Linked DNA regions of Sus scrofa: region 2 is linked to region 1. A link is a contact called in public HiChIP or PLAC-seq data. All regions are on one chromosome and are shown on one strand. Each heading gives the region's core, a stretch centred on a gene start, on an enhancer-like site or on the middle of the called end of the contact. The rest is flanking DNA. Distances are from core to core; before and after follow the strand shown. Region 1 holds the start of RABAC1 (Rab acceptor 1). Region 2 holds the start of RPS19 (40S ribosomal protein S19).

Evidence for each region. HiChIP or PLAC-seq counts read pairs in DNA pulled down with a chosen protein or histone mark.
Region 2: a contact with region 1 is called in an H3K27ac HiChIP or PLAC-seq map of alveolar macrophages. The contact joins the promoter of RPS19 here to the promoter of RABAC1 in region 1. A contact is called at or near these places in 1 of 5 promoter capture datasets (liver), 23 of 47 Hi-C or Micro-C datasets (adipose tissue, blood, embryonic fibroblasts and 10 more) and 2 of 2 datasets of contacts at active chromatin or transcription factors (alveolar macrophages and skeletal muscle).

What each region holds. Positions count from the first base shown.
Region 1 is chr6:49,931,189-49,934,886 of Sscrofa11.1, reverse strand. RABAC1 (Rab acceptor 1) reads right to left here and starts at 1,299. Exons shown (of 5, transcript NM_001031795.1): 1 at 1,244-1,299; 2 at 780-992; 3 at 402-499. The coding sequence starts at 1,299.
Region 2 is chr6:50,008,110-50,012,016 of Sscrofa11.1, reverse strand. It overlaps RPS19 (40S ribosomal protein S19), which reads left to right and starts at 1,882. Exons shown (of 6, transcript XM_005655906.3): 1 at 1,882-1,991; 2 at 2,433-2,503; 3 at 2,748-2,848. The coding sequence starts at 2,433. DMRTC2 (doublesex- and mab-3-related transcription factor C2) reads left to right here. Exons shown (of 8, transcript XM_021094461.1): 8 at 1-705. It also overlaps a transcript of LYPD4 not described here.

The DNA.
Region 1 (3,698 bases), core at 50-2,549:
CCACATGAGCCACAGGCCTCAGCTTCCCTCTGAGAAGTCCCAAGATTTTTCTACTCCCATCCCAGGAAGCACGAAAGGGGGAGGACAGATTTAGGCTAGAGTAAAGTCGCCACCTGGCGTCCAATGTGGGTACTTGCAGCTGATGCTTTTGGCAGATGAGGGAGAGAGAAGGAGGAGGTTTAAAAGGCCAGCGGCTAGGTGGAGTGGTTCTTGGATATCTTCTGGGTTTGGGAAACAGCAATTTGGGGGGACTGAGAGTGGATAGGAGCATCAGGTGTGGGTATGGGGAATCTACTGTAGGTCTAGGATTGGGCAGACTTGGGTTCAAAAGGACTCAGGTTTGAGGTCTAAGGCTTGGATTCAAAGAGCCAGGATCAGAGGAGTTTGGGCAGATTTCTCACCAAACAGCACAAACTTGGACTGCAACGTGCGCAGATAGAGGATGTAACAGGCGCCAAAGAAGACAGCCAGAGCTACCAGCAGCATGGGCGATGTTACCCTGGAGGAGGGCAGGGAGGCACAGTCAGGCCGCTGGGGCTGCGTCAGACACGAAGGCCCTGACCTTCTACACCTGGGGACGTCCTTAGGACCACGCAAGTCTAGGTCATGTTTGGTCCCCCTGCATCCCAGCCAGGCTGATGGAGTAGGGACCTGGTCCTCTGGGGTAAAGATCCCACAGAGCTATCCCATGGGGACAGGGCCTGGCCAGTGCAGACATGGCAGCCTGGCGGGGGCGGGGCCTGGCTGAGGGGGGCTGTTCTGGCCAGAGAGACACTCACACGCAGTACAGGATGAGGCCCAGGAACACAAACACATAGTTGCTTTGGTAGTATTCCACGTTGCGTACGAGGCGCTGGCAAAGCTCGCCCAGGTTGCGGGGACGCGAAAAACGCCGCTGGTCCACGAAGGAGCCCCAGGGGCGGATGGTAGCACGGCGCCGCTCCAGCCACTCACGGCCCGCGCCAGAGGGAATCAGTTTCGGCAGCAGGGTCCTGGGGGGTGCGGGACCAGGTCAGCGGTAGACCGGGTTGGAGCCCGGACCCCCGAGCAAGAAGGGGGCCGAGGGGAGCGGGACTCCGGGGTTCTGGGGGGCGGGGGAGATATGGTCCAGGACTCCTGGATTCCAGGGGAGGAAGGGATTGAGCCGGGGCCAGGAGTCCGGATTCCTAACTCCCCAGGGATGAGGGGCGAGAAGCCATGACTCTCGGGTCTAGGTCAGGGGGGCTAGATTAGACTTGCTTACGTGGCGCTCAGCCCTTCCGCCTCGGCATCCTTCTGCTGGTCCTTCTCGGCCGCCATGTCTGTGTTGTGAGGGGAAGAACCGCTGTAACGAGGCTGGGGCCCTCCACACCCCACGGGCCCCGCCCGAAACCGGCCTCACTCGAAGTGGCCGGAGGGGACGTGGCGCCGTTCCGGCGCCGCTGGGGGCGGTAGGTTTGTCACGGAGTATTATGGGAGTTGTAGTCCTGACGATGTCGGGGAGAGTAGGCGCCCTGGTGGCTGCATGGCTCGAGGAGCACCTTGGGAGATGTAGTCGCGTAAAGCGACGTGGGTGCCTCGGGGGCATTGTGGGAGTTGTAGTTTCAAAGGTAGGACGTGCGAGGTCAGAGAAAGTGAGCTGTCAGGAGTCAGGGTGTCGGGGGAGTGTAAAGGCAGAAGACGTCGTGTACTACCCCGAGCAGTCTCTGTACAGTGGGGACTGTGTAGGGCTGTCATTCTGACTCTAAGGATATTAAAAAAAACCGTGATTAAACACTCAGATGTTCTGATTTATCAGATCTGGGGTGAGACCCATTCACTGGCTCTTTTTTTTTTTTTGTGGCAGGCAGGGAGTGGGGTGGGTGGGGACATGCTACGTTTTCTGGCTAAGGATCGAACCCTAGCCACAGCAGCAACCCTAGCACAGCAGTGACAGTGGGGGATCCTGAGCCACCAGGGAACTCATGGACCACATTTGAATAGTGAGACTGTAGAATATTTGTAGGAATCCATTCCATCCTTCTTCAAAGGCTAGTGAGGGGGCCATGGTTGCTGAAGGGGGTTATCTAAGATGGGGAGCAAAGCTCCCCCACAACTCTGGGCTCCTAAGGATGGATGGGTTAGGATTAGGACCTCAAGGATGCCCCTGCTATGGAGAGGGTAAAGGGAAGTAGGGGAAAGTAAAGGGGTGAGTTGTTTTTTTTTTTTTTTAATCTTTTTTTATTCCAGTTTTATTGAGGGGAATGAGGGATTTTAATTTTTAATTTTTATTTATTTATTTATTGTCATTTTAGGGCCACACCCGTGGCATGTGGAGGTTCCCAGGCTAGGGGTCGAATCAGAGCTGCAGCTGCTGGCCCACACCACAGCCACAGCAAGGCGGGATCCGAGGCACATCTGTGACCTACACCACAGCTCACAGCAACGCCAGACACTTAACCCACTGAGCAAGGCCAAGGATCAAATACGCGTCCCCATGGATACTTGTTGGGTTTGTTACCACTGAGCCATGATGGGAACTCTGAGAATTTTTAAAAGACGGAGTAGTTACAACTAAAAGAACTGGATTTCTTGGGTCAGAGGTCAAAATCCAGCCTGTGTTGATTTCATCAACTCCCTGTCTTCATTGGACAGTGAAGATCATCCTGGTTCCACACTCATGGGTTAAGGTTGGGTTGAATGATCCATGTGAAGTGCTTGAAAGAGTCTTGCTATTTTATAACCACTCAATAAATGGTGATGTTGTTTTTGCCACTACATTGTCATGAATGTTATGATTATTTCTAGAGTTCAGCCTTCTCAAATATGTCTGTAACGTAGTTGCTGCTGCTGGCCCCTTGGATGTCCCAAAGAGGGACTGGTGTCTGCCACGTGGGCCGCCTGTCTCTCCCCGGGTCCCCACAGCCATGGTTCTCTCAGTCTTTGCTCCTGAATGAGCTGTGGAAAACCGGCCAGAATTCTAAAGAGATGCCCTAGAATATGGCCTCAAGAAAATTATGTGGGGAGTTCCCGTCATGGCGCAGTGGTTAATGAATCTGACTAGGAACCTGCCCTTGCTCAGTGGGTTAACGATCCGGCGTTGCCGTGAGCTGTGGTGTAGGTCGCAGATGTGGCTCGGATCCTGTGTTGCTGTGGCTCTGGCGTAGGCCGGCGGCTACAGCTCCGATTGGACCCCTAGCCTGGGAACCTCCATATGCCTCGGGAGCAGCCCAAGAAAAAGGCAAAAAGACAAAAAAAAAAAAAAAAAAAAAAAAAAAAAGAGGAGTTCCCGTCGTGGCGCAGTGGTTAACGAATCTGACTAGGAACCATGAGGTTGCGGGTTCAGTCCCTGCCCTTGCTCAGTGGGTTAACGATCTGGCGTTGCTGTGAGCTGTGGTGTAGGTTGCAGACGCAGCTTGGATCCCGCGTTGCTGTGGCTCTGGCGTAGGCCGGTGGCTGCAGCTCCGATCTGACCCCTAGCCTGGGAACCTCCATATGCCGCGGGAGCGGCCCAAGAAATAGCAACAATAACAACAACAACAAAAAGACAAAAAAAAAAAAAGAAAAAAAAAAAAAGAAAATTATGTGGAGGTGTTCCATGAGGTTGTGGGTTTGATCCCTGGCCTCGCTCAGTGGGTTAAGGCTCTGGCATTGCTGTGAGCTGTGGTATAGGTCGAAGACGAGGCTCAGACCTGGCATTTCAGTGGCTGTGGCCGTGGCTGTGGCTGTGGCCATGAACT
Region 2 (3,907 bases), core at 633-3,132, 77 kb before region 1:
AACCAGTATCTAAACTGATTTTTGCATGAATTCATGTTCCAGGATATTTATTTGACACATGATTCTGTACCTGTGCACTCATGGCTGTCTCTATGCATGTGAAAACAGAAGTATTTTCATTTCCTGTCTAGGTTTGTGTGACTCAGCCTAGAAATAAAGAAATAAACATATTGTTTTACATCACTTAGATGTGAAGACTGTTTGTTACTGCAGCCTAACCTATTCTATCCTGACAGAAAGAACTTGTTCAATTCATTTCCCAAAGTGAAAATCAGTTATTATTCAGTGACTACCACAAATATCTACAGACTTGGATTTCTTATTATGTCCAGATAAGAAAGAGTGGTAGAAGGGAGACAGTGGTTGATTCACTAATTCAATAATTGCCAGGTATAGACAGAGAGGAGCACAGACTGAAATACCTACAAGGCTAAGTGGATCGTATCAATAAGTAAAGGAGGCCAGAGGAGCCCTAGAAAACTGAGAAATGTATACCCTACCTATGGAGGCAGCTTCCCTTTTGGCCCTACCGCACTGTTGCCAGGCAGGAACGTGGGCTCAGTATCGCCATATCTTCTGATTTTTCAGTGGAAGCTGGAAGCCTAGATTTCTTTGTAAAACGTCTTAATTTTCAAATGTTGGCTGTTTTCTTGTTCTTTTTTGTAATCTCTAATTCTTTTTTTTTTCTTTTTTTTTCTTTTTTTTTTTTTTTTTTGTCTTTTTAGGGCCGCACCCGCGGCATATGGAGGTTCCCAGGCTAGGGGTCGAATCGGAGCTGTTGCTGGCAGCCTACACCACAGCTCACTGCAACTCCAGATCCTTAACCCACTGAGTGAGTCCAGGGACCGAACCCGCAACCTCATGGTTCCTAGTCGGATTCATTAGCCACTGCTCCACGACGGAACTCCAGTAGTCACTTTTTTGTTTGTTTGTTTGTTTTTGTTTTGTTTTGCTTTATCTAGGGCCACTCCCACAGCATGTGGAGGTTCCCAGGCTAGGGGTCGAATCGGAGCTGTAGTCACTGGCCTATGCCAGAGCCACAGCAACATAGGTTCCGAGCCGCGTCTGCAACCTACACCACAGCTCACGGCAACGCCGGATCCTTTAACGATCGAACCCGCAACCTCATGGTTCCTAATCAGATTCGTTAACCACTGCGCCACGACGGGAACTCCAGTAGCCACTTTTAAAGACGGCAAATAATGGGGATCTCAGTGTCTCCATTTCATTTTTTTTTTTTTTTCCTTAATGGAGTGACTAAAGCGCTGAAAAGGCAAGTGGACTGACTAATGCTGCACCGGTCAGTCAGGTAAATAAATCTAATTGGGCAAGATAAACCTAAAGATTCTGGTACTAGGAGGTAGAGCTGAATTCGACTCCGCCTCCTTGCCCATGCCCTTATATGTTCCTCACCTCCAGTGTCTCCTTCCCACTCCGCTCTCGCAGGTCTCGGCGAAGCAGTTTCCGCCCTAAGAAGGGTGGAGCTTCCGTCTCTGCTCTCGCGAGTACTGCTAGTCAGAGAAGTGAAGGTGGTGGCCACACTTCTCCCCTGCCCCACCTTGGACTCCAGGTCACAGTTCCGCCCTTACTAGCCCCACTTCCGGCCAGCCAAGCCACTACCAAAAAAAGGGTCATCCCGCCAGGGACGCCAGCGGCGGCGATTGCTCTCTCTTTCATGCCCACCCAACTTCCTATAATTTCTGCCAAGAAACACAATCTCCTCCGCCGTTCGTTCCATCCACGATCATCGCAAACAAAGCCAGATCCCTCCAGCTCAGGACTAGGGCGGGGAGAAACAAGCCTCCACCCTCACACCACGCCCTCCCACGTCTCAGAGGCGAAGCCCTTTTTGCCCTGAGAGAGGCGGAGCTGCTCGTTCGAATCCCACTCTCGCGATCTTTCGGAACTCTCGCGATAACAGTCGCCCGACTTGTGCGCCCGGGAAACCCCGTTGCTCCCTTTCCCCTGGCTGGCAGCGCGGAGGCCGCACGGTAAGTCCGGTTCTCTGGTCCTAGTTGGGCGTGGGGAGTTGGAGCCCGACTCCCGAGCCCGCAGTTTGTGCCTGAGGGCTCCGGAGCCCCCGCGCGAGGGCCACCCCGCCCCCTGGACCCGCGGCCACGTGCGAGCTGCAAGCCCGGGCTTGTCTGATCCGCGCGGTCCGGGAACCGAAGCTGGGCCTGGCGGGGCAGCGGGGAATACCGGGTGGGCCTAGAATCAGGGGCTGGGGTCGTACAGCGTCTTCACAAAGAAGCAGGTAAGCAGTGTTCGTGCGACCCAGAGAGAACGTGGGCGTCGGTGAGCTCTAGGACTCACCGGCGCCGCGGCCTGTAGGGCCTTCTGAAGTGAAGGGAGTGCGGCGGTTTAGGTCGCGTTGGGGCTATGCTCCTGTCAGTCCACTAATCGTCCTTCAAAAACTTGATCTTTTTTTGCAGATGCCTGGAGTTACTGTAAAAGATGTGAACCAGCAGGAGTTCGTCAGAGCTCTGGCAGCCTTTCTCAAAAAGTGAGTGTGGGGACTGGTGTTGAGTAAGTGGAAGCCATCGTCTTTGCCTGAGCCCTCAGGCTCTCTCTCTCCTGGCTGGGAAGGCCTGTTGAAGGTCTCTTGAATCCACCCTTTCTCCATGAGGCCTGGATTGAATTTCAGTCCCTTTTTATTTGGGGGCACTTTGGGCTCCTGTTTACCCCAAGTAGTGTTGAGGAGAGGGAATTGGATGGAGTTTGGAGACTGAATTGTGCCTTTTTCCGAGGTCCGGGAAGCTGAAAGTCCCTGAATGGGTGGACACTGTCAAGCTGGCCAAGCATAAAGAACTCGCTCCCTATGATGAGAACTGGTTCTACACACGAGCTGGTGAGGAACTGGGACCTTTGTTTGGCTGGGGAGTGGGAGGCTAGGTGTCTTCTGTAAGCTCTTAATTTCCCTGAGAAGTTACTTTTGAGTCTCATTCATGCTTTATGTGGCATTCAATAATTTTGTATTCTGGATTCCTGTTTTCTTCATTACTAAGAGATTTTGTGTGAGGATCTGTACTTTTCTCTGAGCCTTGGGGCAAATCGGGGGGGCGAATGAATTTATATATTTTGCCTAGAGATGGTTCATTTTAGAGAGCGGCACTGTTCTTTTAAAGTCTGGAGTATGTTCTTATGTTCAAATCATCATACTAGACTACTTTTCTGTATTTAACAAGTTGTTCCTAACTAATTGTTCTGAGATCTGACCAGGTCATTCCTTGCTGTAAATCTTGGCACTTTTCAAGTGCAGAGAAGAAAACCTTACCCTCACCCTATACTGACTGCCAGTTCCTCTCTCTTACTTTGTTAGTCCTCCAGTAATAGCTTGAAAGAATTGCCTTAAGTGGTGATTGCACAGTGGTAGTACTGTCTCACTTGTCTTTAATGTTTTGCATTTCTCCAAGCTGCCATCCCCATGGAGGCTTGCTTTGGGAGAGGGGGTGGGGTTCAGCACTGGATTGTGCCAAGGCAGCTGCCTCTGCACAGGCCTTCACTAAGGGCTCTTGGCCTTCCTCTGAAGTGGTGGTCGTGTCCTGACCAAAGCTTGTCTCCAAGTGGGAAATAGATGGAAAGCAGAGTTGGGAAGTGGGGGGGGGCACAGAATAGCCTTGCAAAGAGTTGGCCTTGGCACAAATTGCCCAGCATGTGGGAAGAAATATTTTGTAGATGGGTGGTCTACTCTTCTAAGCCCTGGGCTGGGCACAGGGGCCAGCATGACTCAGCCACGGCCCCTGACCCGAGGACTAAAAGGTGAAATCTGAGTGGAGTAGGGTGGATAGCAAATCCACTTACCCACATTTGTGCTTTTAGAAAAATATGGCAGGTGAAGAGGAGCTGAGTTGACTCACTTGGGCACAGCAGTCAGTAGTGATGGGGCCTGGACAAGACCACCTTGAGA